Linked DNA regions of Mus musculus: all the other regions are linked to region 3. A link is a contact called in public Hi-C and HiChIP or PLAC-seq data. All regions are on one chromosome and are shown on one strand. The core of a region is the stretch at or near the end of the contact, and the rest is flanking DNA. Distances in the headings are between cores, read along the strand shown. Region 1 overlaps Caln1 (calneuron 1). Region 2 overlaps Tyw1 (tRNA-yW synthesizing protein 1 homolog (S. cerevisiae)). Region 3 holds the start of Caln1 (calneuron 1).

Evidence for each region. Hi-C and Micro-C count contacts between places; a contact is called where the count stands out from the background. HiChIP or PLAC-seq counts read pairs in DNA pulled down with a chosen protein or histone mark.
Region 1: a contact with region 3 is called in an H3K27ac HiChIP or PLAC-seq map of VIP interneurons, with 2.5 times the contacts expected there. The contact joins the enhancer-like site here to the promoter of Caln1 in region 3. A contact is called at or near these places in 3 of 484 Hi-C or Micro-C datasets (cerebellar granule neurons, cerebellum and nephron progenitors), 5 of 115 datasets of contacts at active chromatin or transcription factors (VIP interneurons, embryonic forebrain, embryonic stem cells and 2 more) and 1 of 9 other capture datasets (embryonic stem cells).
Region 2: a Hi-C map of cortical neurons shows a contact between it and region 3, with 2.8 times the contacts expected there. The contact joins the enhancer-like site here to the promoter of Caln1 in region 3. A contact is called at or near these places in 3 of 484 Hi-C or Micro-C datasets (cortical neurons and ventral hippocampal neurons) and 2 of 115 datasets of contacts at active chromatin or transcription factors (embryonic forebrain and forebrain).

Annotation. Positions count from the first base shown.
Region 1 is chr5:130,612,925-130,615,871 of GRCm38.p6, reverse strand. All of the region lies in intron 2 of Caln1 (calneuron 1), which reads right to left. Among named protein-coding and RNA genes, the nearest start is that of Caln1, 170 kb to the right of the region's middle. Within about 2 kb of position 1,456, at least 9 of the 459 cell types and tissues checked have an H3K27ac peak or open chromatin away from gene starts, as enhancers often do. A contact at or near this core is called in VIP interneurons, where this site is marked.
Region 2 is chr5:130,293,337-130,296,476 of GRCm38.p6, reverse strand. The region is part of intron 11 of Tyw1 (tRNA-yW synthesizing protein 1 homolog (S. cerevisiae)); the gene reads right to left. Among named protein-coding and RNA genes, the nearest start is that of Tyw1, 38 kb to the right of the region's middle. Within about 2 kb of position 1,731, at least 9 of the 459 cell types and tissues checked have an H3K27ac peak or open chromatin away from gene starts, as enhancers often do. A contact at or near this core is called in cortical neurons and forebrain, where this site is marked.
Region 3 is chr5:130,447,511-130,450,696 of GRCm38.p6, reverse strand. It overlaps Caln1 (calneuron 1), which reads right to left and starts at 1,905. Exons shown (of 6, transcript NM_021371.2): 1 at 1,239-1,905.

The DNA.
Region 1 (2,947 bases), core at 207-2,706, 170 kb before region 3:
TTCAGACAGCTTCCTTTCCTTGCTAAAGTCATATGGAGCCTTTGTGGCCCCCTCTTATTTCATTTCTGCTACTGTCATAAAACACCCTGACCCTCACTCAGAGTCATTGCTCCAGGTCAAAGACCATCACTGCGGTCCAGCAGCTGAACTCATCCATTGTCAAGAGCAGAGAGAAACAAATGCACCCATGTTGCCTGCTTACTAGCTATGCTCAGCTGGCTTTCCTCAGACTTATACAGCTCAGGGTTCAGCCCGGGATTTGGTGTCCTTCGAAACAGGCTGTATCTTCGCCCATCAATTAACAATCAAGACAATCCCCCACAGACATGCCCACCAGCCAACTTAATCGAGATAACGCCTCACTGAGACCCTTCCCAAACGATCCCATGGTGTAGAAGTTGTATAATGTTAGGTTAAAACCGAGTAGCCTACTTTGATTCCTGAACAATGTCTTTGCTGGCCACAGTGATGCCTGTCTCTCAATCGGCTAACTCTTCAGTAAGCTATTCACCCCTTTCACGTGACATCCAGCATGTCTCAGCACTGTATGGGGGCTGGGGGAAAGGAGAACAGCTGAGGCTTGCTGGCCACCAGTCTAGCTGCAAGTTCAGGGAGAGATCCTGTCTTAAGAGAATGAGGTAAGAGTGATAGAGCAGGACACCTTCCAAAGTTCTCTGTCCTCTATGTGTAGGCATGCACACCAGCATGCATGGTGCACACACACACACACACCAACTCCATGAGTTGCTCATTTATACTTTAGGGAGCACTAGACAGAGAGCTAGCAGACTAATTACTGCAAATGCATCACTCTTAATACATTAAAAACCATAGGACTAAAAAAGCTGGGAGAAAAGGCTCAGTGGTTAAGAACACTAGTTGTTCCTGTAGAGAACCTGGGTTCCAGTCCCAGTATCCACATGACAGCTCACAACTGTGTAATTCCAGTTCCAAGAGATCTGATACTTTCTTTTGGCCTCCATGAGCACAAGCAAAAAGGGATGCACAGATACACATGCAAGCAAAAGACCATACACATTAAATAAAACTAATTAAGACTAAATGAAAAATAAAAAATAATTATGGAGCTGAAAAGATAGTTCTACAGTTAAAGAATGCTTGCTGCTCTTGCAGAGAGCCCACATTCAACTTCCAGCATCTATACTCTAGCTCCAGGGCATCTAACATCTTTCCCTGGATCCCGAGGTCTCCTGTACTCAAGTATATATACTGAATCATAGACACACATGCATATACATTAATTAAAGATAAACCTTAAAAAATAAGAATCATGTGTTATCAGTAATTTTTTTACCAGTTATTAATACTAGCTTATCATGCGGGATGCTTTCTGGAAACACATGTGGGTCCAAAAGAGAGAAAGGCCAGCCTGTGAGCAAGGACTCCAGGCTCCTGGCCAGGCTTAGTAGCTAATTATGTCAGCAGCCAAAACCAGAGGTCTCAATTTGCTCCTGTGTAAAATGAGCTGGGTTGGTTATGAGGCTCCCTCAGCTCCTACCGGCCCTCCCTTCTGTGGATCTATGAACATCATTAAAGACTTTGAAAGAATAGGAAGCCTGTGTTCTCCTACATACCTTATTAATCTGCCCCATCTCCAGCCTCTTCTTCCGTGGATAGAATAAAAACAAGTTTTAGTCAAACCCAAATTCTTTGTCTACATTTTTAGTCTTTTCCCATCAGCACAAAATACCCCAGTTCCTCGAGTTCTCCTCTCTGGTCTCAGGTATCATGGAAATACTTGCTCATGGCCGAGAGCACTGTAGAACGTCAGAGCCACATGCAGCCTGACTTCAGACTCTGGAGATGGCAGGATGCACAGGCATGGTGTTCTGAAGTGTCTTTAAGACACCTAGTCCACATCCTAGCGTCACTTTCCCCATCTGAAAAGTAGGTGTTCTAGTTTTCTTTGTTACTATGATAAAACACGCAGCTCAAAAGTATTTAAGGGAGGAAAGGGTTAATTAGTCTACAATGGTGCATCACAGTCCACCACTAAGGGAAGTCAGAGCAGGAACTGAAACAGGAACTTGAAGCAGAAGCCATGAAGGAATGTTGCCTGCTGGCTCGCCTGACTCACTTTCAGGCTCATGCTTGTCTGGTTTTGTTTTGTTTTGTTTGCTTGCTTGCTTGCTTGCTTGCTTGCTTGCTTGCTTGCTTGCTTGCTTGTTTTTGTACACAGCCCAGGACCACCACCTAGGGAATGATAGCATCCACTGTGGGCCAAACACTCACATCAATTAACAATCAAGACAGGATCCCACAGATGTGACCACAGGCCAATCTGATCTAGGCAATTCATCTGTTGAGACATCCTAACCAAATGACTCTAAACTGTGTCAAGTTGATAGTTAAAGCTAACTAGGACTAAGCTAATCGCTTTCCAGCCCTGGTAGTGGCATTTTAGACTTCGTTACAGAATAGACCATAAAACAGAAGAACATGTGATATAATGAATGATAGGGCTCATGGCTGTTACTATGGATAGACAGTTGCCCATTGGACCTACTTTTCTGGACTACTTTTTCCCAAGGTATTACACCATTCTCATTTAATTATGAACACTTTCTAAGGCTTCTAATAGCACCAAGCAGGGTAGCTCCCTTCTGTGGTGGTTAATATGGTCAACTTGATCTAAAACCACCTAGGAAATATATCCCTGGCCTTGTCTTCAGAGTGTGTTTAGATCAATTGAATTGAAGGACTAACTGTACACTGTGGGTGGTACCATCCCATAGACTGGGTTCCTGGACCAAATAAGAAAGAAAATGTGAGCTGAGCACCAACATCCATCTCTTTCTGCTTCCTGACTGTGGACGCAACATGACCAGCTGCCTGACGTTCCTGCCACCATGCCTTTCCCACTATGACAGACTCTACCATCAAAATGTGATCAAAAATAAACCTTGCTTTCCTTAAGTAGCCTTTT
Region 2 (3,140 bases), core at 482-2,981, 150 kb after region 3:
CTCTTAGTAATCCTCCTGTTTCAGCGCACACACACACACACACACACACACACACACACACACACACACACGCCATTGCTGAGATTACTGGAGTGGACCACCACACCCACCTTAAAACCCAATTCTCTTCTTTTTAAAAAAATGTTTTCATTTTGTGGGTGTCTGCATGCACCACATTCGTGCAGTGCCCCAGGAGACCAGGAGAGGGCATCCACTCACCTGGAACTGAAGCTAATGGCTAGTGAGCTGCTGCCCTGTGGGTGCTGGGGACAGATCCCACTTCCTCTCCAAGAGCAGCAAGCGCTCTGAACCACTCGGGCATCTCTTTAGCCCTGGAACTTGAATGTGGGGCTGAAGGGATAGTCTAGTGGGTGAAAGCTCTTGCTTTCACAACTAATTAAGGACCTGGGTTCAAAGGGAGTAGACACAGGATGATTGATGGGGACTGTGAGAGACCCTGTCTAAAAGAATGAGGGAGGGGCAGTTATAGAGCAAGACACCCAGTATCCTGCTTTGAACTTTCCTTGAGAGCCCATGCACGCTCGTGCACACCCCTACCCCCAGACTGTGAATATAGTATCTACCTCAAAGAATTTTTGTTAGGATTAAATTAAAAAAAAAAAATAAATAAAGACTTCCACGACACTCAGGAGGCGACAGCAGTTCGACCTCTGTGAGTTCAAAGCCAGCCTGGTCTACTTAGTAAAGACCCAGTCTCAAAAATAACTAATTGTTTTCCTCTGAGACCCTTTCACTACGAACTAGCTATTATAATAATACCTTGGTCCTGGCTTACTGAACATCACAATCAGCTGCATATTAGATGGAAAAGTGGCTCAGACAATAAAACACTCGCTAACGAGCATGAGGACCTGAGTTTGATTCTCGGGATCCTTGTTAAAAAAAAAAAAGCCAGGTAAACTGGACCAAGCCTTTAATCCCAGTACTCAGAAGGCAGGGGCAGGTAGATCTCTGTGAGTTCAAGGCCAGTCTGGTCAACATAGCACATTCCAGAGCAGCCAGGGCTACATAGTGAGACCCTGTCGCAAAAACGACAAATTGTGGGTAGTGGCTCCTCAGGTACCTTAGGGAGGCAGAGACAGTCAAGTGCCTAGAGTTCGGTGTTGGGCAGCCTACTTGGGAAGTTCCAGGGACTGATAGACCCTGTCTCAAAACCAACAAAAAAAACCAACCAACCAACCAACCCAGGATGGGCAGGACCTGAGGAAAGACAACCAAGCTGTGGACAGGCAGTGGGAGCGAGCTGCTGGGCATCAGTGGGCAGGTGCTACTGGCCAGGGGGAATGATATTGGGAGACCCACATAACCGACCCCACCCGGCTCCTGAAAGACTTTCAGGCTCCTTCCAACAACCAAACACACACACACACACACACACACACACACACACACACACACACACACACACACACACAGAGTAATGTCACTATCGCCCCAACAAAAACAAAGAACTTAAAACATACTTGGAAATATAAATATGCAAGTAAACCGCCCCCACCCCCATCTGAAGACCAGGAAGCAGATTAAAATTCCAAAAACGACAGATGCCATCTTTTGTGTGCCTGACACTTAGCATGTGCATTTCCCATCAGTATTTCTCAGTGAGTTTTCCTTGCGTTATCGAAATCTAAGATTTAACTCAAATCCAAGTTTTAAATAAAGCTTGATCCTTAAACTCAGTCTGTGTTGCCAAGACAACCTAGCGCTCTGCCTAACAGTCCTGGTTAGCTTTAAATTCCCCAAGAGCAGCAGAAGAGGGGTGGGTTTACCCTGAACTGCAAAATCAGCCTCCAACTCTGAATATGGGACAAGGGTACGTTGGCTAGACCTGGGGGTTAGGGGCAGAGGCACTGGACTCAACTTCTGACTCTACTATGGAGTTAGTCTGGCATCCATAGGCAGGCCCCAGCCTTTTCCTCCCCTAATGTTTAACATGATAAGCAGAAAAGGAGACCGTGAGCAAGAATTAAATTAGGGGCTGGGGATGTGGCTCCGTTGGCCAAGTGCTTGCCTCGAAGGCAGAGGGGTGCATTTCTGTAACCCCAGCATTCAGGAGGAGGAAGCAGAGGAAACACAAGTCTAAGGTTATCCTCAGCTACATGCTGAGTGGGGGGCCAGCTTGGGCTACCTAAGACTTTGAAACAACCCCATCTCCTTACCCCTGCATGCACGCACAGATAAAAATAAACAAATAAGCAAAAATGAAGGCTTGCTGGTGACACAGAGTAAGACGGTGACCATGGAGGGGACTGGGGACGCAGCTGGTGTGAAGTGGGCTCCAGCTGAGGCCATCTGGAAGGAATCACTGGCATGGTGTTTTGCTGACTGGATATGTGCATGGGAGAATAAGGTGTCCCAGAGAAGCCTTGAGTGTGTGGCCTGAGCAATAGAGCTCTAAACAGCAGAGACAAAACAAGCAACGAACCCAACAGAACAACCAACAGGAACCCCTGCGGGGAGGATGCAGCAGGAAAAGTACAGAGGGGATTCAAAGTCAGACAAGAAGCTGAACTGTCCGTCAGACAGCTAAACGAATGTGCAACGCTCAAATGTGGGTTCTAGAGAGACAGCTTCAGGAATCGACACACAGAGAGACACACATGCACCAGCACACGCATACAATCCAATTCACAAGCTCTTAACCCTTTCGAGTTTTCCTGGTTTCACTGTTACTAAGCAACTTCAGGGCCGTTTCCCTCATCCTGGGCAGCTTCCTCCCTCTGATTCATCAGCACAACAGCCATCAGACAGACTAAGGAGCAAACTTTACCTCACAGACAGATGCCAAAGATGCAGAGCTGGGGGTTTAGCCTGACATTGAGTAAACCATGACACAAACATGATGAATGATGCACTAATCCACATATAACATCCTTATTTCTTTTTTGTTGCTTGAGGCGAGGTCTCCCTGTGAAATCTAAGATGGCTTCAAACTATGTAGCCTAGTATATGCTAGAACCTACCCTGCCTCAGTCTCCTGAGTACCAGGACTGTAGGTGAGCCTCACCATGCCTGGCTCAAGGGTCTCCACATCTGAAGCCGGGGCTAAATCAAATATGAGACGTTCTTTTATTCTCATAATGATACAGGTCCGCAGCTGAGTGACAGCAAGACATATG
Region 3 (3,186 bases), core at 656-3,155:
CCACGTGCACAAAAGCATAGGGTTAGAACAGTGCCCCGTTGTCTCTCCTGGTCTTGGTAACTCTGCAGTTCAGACTGCACTGTGCCACTGCAGAACGTAGTTAAGAACACAATTTATCAGACTTCACAGTCACACGCTACCGACTCTTGGCTGCTATATTGTGGACCCAGGAATGTCTCCTTTTTATGTAAAAACAATAAAAAAGAATAGTCTGGGGCCTAGGGATGGCGCCCCAGTCTTGGCACCTAAGGAACTGCATGCAGGCACAGCTACCCCTGGAGGTAAGGAATGAGGCGCAAATGGGATCTCTCACAAACTCCTCGGGCAAAGGAACAGCTTGGAGAAGAAACACTGGGATGGGGGCCGAAGATGCACGTGTCCTGCACTGTGGAATCAAACCGCAGCGCTCAGTCCTGGCTTAGCACCATCTGCTTGTGGATCAAAGTATCCTCGGGTTCTCCCTGAGGCAAGACTAGAACTACCTGCTGCTGCCCAGGCGCCCTCAGACCAAGTCTGAGGAAGTTCACTCCCTGAAGCGCTGGTCTGGGGAAGCTGGGCACCCAGGCAAACCTGGCTTGCGCTAGAGAGGCGGAGTGTCTACCTCTGCCCTCGATCTGGATTAGTTCCAAAGCTTGCCACCCAGAGGTCCCGGTGGGACTGCCTGAGGCCTCTAGGGTCACCCCATGTGCTCCAAGACCACCGATCCTCCCCCAAGGAAGCGAGCATCGGGGTGGGAAGATGGAGATGGAGTGATCCATACCTCCCACCTCCCTAGATAGATCGCCATGACTCCAGCTTCCCGGAGACCAGAATGCCACCAAGGACTCCCACTTAGGCTGCGATGCGGATCGGATCCCCGACACCCAAAGCTCCCTTTTCCCACAACCTGGGTGTCCCCGGGGGCGCGCAGCCCGATGGCCACTAGCACCCAAGACTCCACGAGCTGGGCACAGTCCCGGGATTCCCACGAGTGTACCCAGGCCCTTCTGCAATTCCAGCGTTCCTCACCCACCCTAAGCATGAAGAGAGATCAGGATGGCTCGGGTGACACCCCGGCCCCGAGAGATGGGGTGCTAAGAGCGGGGCCAACAGGTCCGGGAGGCGCTTGTGGGCAGCACACCCGCCCACTCCGAGACTCGCTAGGATAGGGGCATCCGGGGAAGGGACCATTGAAGCAGCGAGGGAGGCAACGATGCAGGGAGGATGCAGGATAAAGACTGGGAGAGAGCATCACTCACCTCTCCTGGAGCCGGAGCTCCGCTGCCCGGCAGCCCAGGCACCTCCTCCGAGGCCCGCAGGGAGGGGGCGACGCGAAACAGAGCGCTCAAGCTGGCGCTCACACGCGTCCCCGCGCGGGCATCCTTCCTCTCCGTAGCCGGCTCCCACGGCGTGCCCCCACTCTGGTTGAGAGGCCGCTTTGCCCAACCCAGCGGCACCCGGGAGCCCGGCGCGGCGCGAGTCTTGCCTTTCCCTTGAGTCTCACAGCTGGGCTTTGCAGAGCCCGCGATGATCTAGGCTGCTCCTTTCTCCCCTGTCCTTGTCCTCGCCTCCCGTCTGGGGGAACGTGCGCCCCGCACCCCCTGCACCGCTCTCGCCTCTACCCCTCCCGCGCCCGCTGGCCGCGCGGGCTTAGCCCATGTGCGCGGCTGCCTCCTCGCTGCGCCCGGGAGCCCAGTGGCCGAGGCCCCGCCGGAGTTGCGCGCCCCAGAAACTCCATGCAGCTCCGGCCTCCTCCCCAGTGCCTCCCCGGTTCCTCCAGATGAAGAAGCCTAGCGGTCTCTAGCAAGGAGATCCCCCTACCACTCTTGGCTTCTTCCCCCCACCGAGGCTGGAGCCTGGTTGCTGGACTGGCTTGGCCACCCCAGTCTCTCTTCTCTTTTCTCCCAGGATTGGGGACCTCCCACCCCCACCCCCACCCCCAAAGCCTCTCCAATGGCTCCCTCCGTTTCCAGGCAGCGCAACCTGAGGAACGCCTCGGTGCGCGCGCACTCACACTCACTCACTCGCTCGCTCGCTCACTCGCTCTCTCACACACATGCACGCTGCACACACAGGCAGACACACGCGGGGGGCGAGCTGCAGCTTAGCAGCCGGCCCTCTTTCCTCTCCTCCCCAGAGAAGCTGCCCACGTTCACATTCGCCAATTGCTTGCTTCTCTCTATTAAACACCTCAGCCCCAACCCAAGCACGCCCACCCCTACCTTAACTCCTTCTTCCCGGATGCCCGATGCCCACGGTTACACCTGAGTCCCCAAATGCCATGGGGGAGGAGGAGGTGTCGACGGAAAGGCTGGTAGTCAAAACCAGGGTGAGAGCAAAATGCTGTGAGCCATCCCTTCGCTATGTCTACGAAGGGCATAAGCACACACACCCACCTCTCATCCCGCGTCCCTAGAGCCCCAGAACATGTGGCCCGTCCCCACTTCTACCAAGGTCATAGTATAGATTCCATAAGAAAGAATGGGTACCTACCTTGACACAAGGTGTGGGGTGGAAACTTCACAGATTGTTTGCAGCCTAACCTGGGGCTGACTTCCCAAGTCTACACCCAGAGAGAATCCTGGTCTCCCTTGACTCACACTTGAAGGGCAACAATTAGCTTAGAGTCACCACTTAGCTTTCTGGGGGACCATCTGACTGCCGTTCAAGTGTCCAGCTGCTAACAGGATACATCTTGCTACCAAGGGTAGTCTTATCAAGAAAAAGATCAAAGTAATAGTCACCTACCCCCGCCCCCAGCCCCCAGAGGGCTCTCATAACCCCTTCCTGCTCCTGATAGGGTGAGCCGGAGAGAGAACAACCCACCTGGTTGGCACTAGCTTTTCTGGTATCTCCCTTTTATCCGAGCTTCCAGGGTCTTATCTCCCTATGAGGACCATGAATCTCAGCAGCCTACACTGTCAGCATCAAAGATGTGGAGACATTTCTTGCTCCAATCAGGAACAACCCGTGGAAAGTCATCTTTAGCGTTTCTTCCAAAAAGCTCAGCCACCACCTCTCCGTTGGCTGGTCCTGCTGCCAAGGGAGTTTGGGCACTGGCAGCCAGTCATCCAAGTTAATCAGGGTCCCCTCCCTGTCTGTGCCTCCTGGCCTGCCGCCTGAGCTGCAGGGTTTCTTGAGTCCCGGCACACTTGCTACTGTTGGCACACCTTTGACATTTAAATTTTCTTAGCCCACGATAGTCCT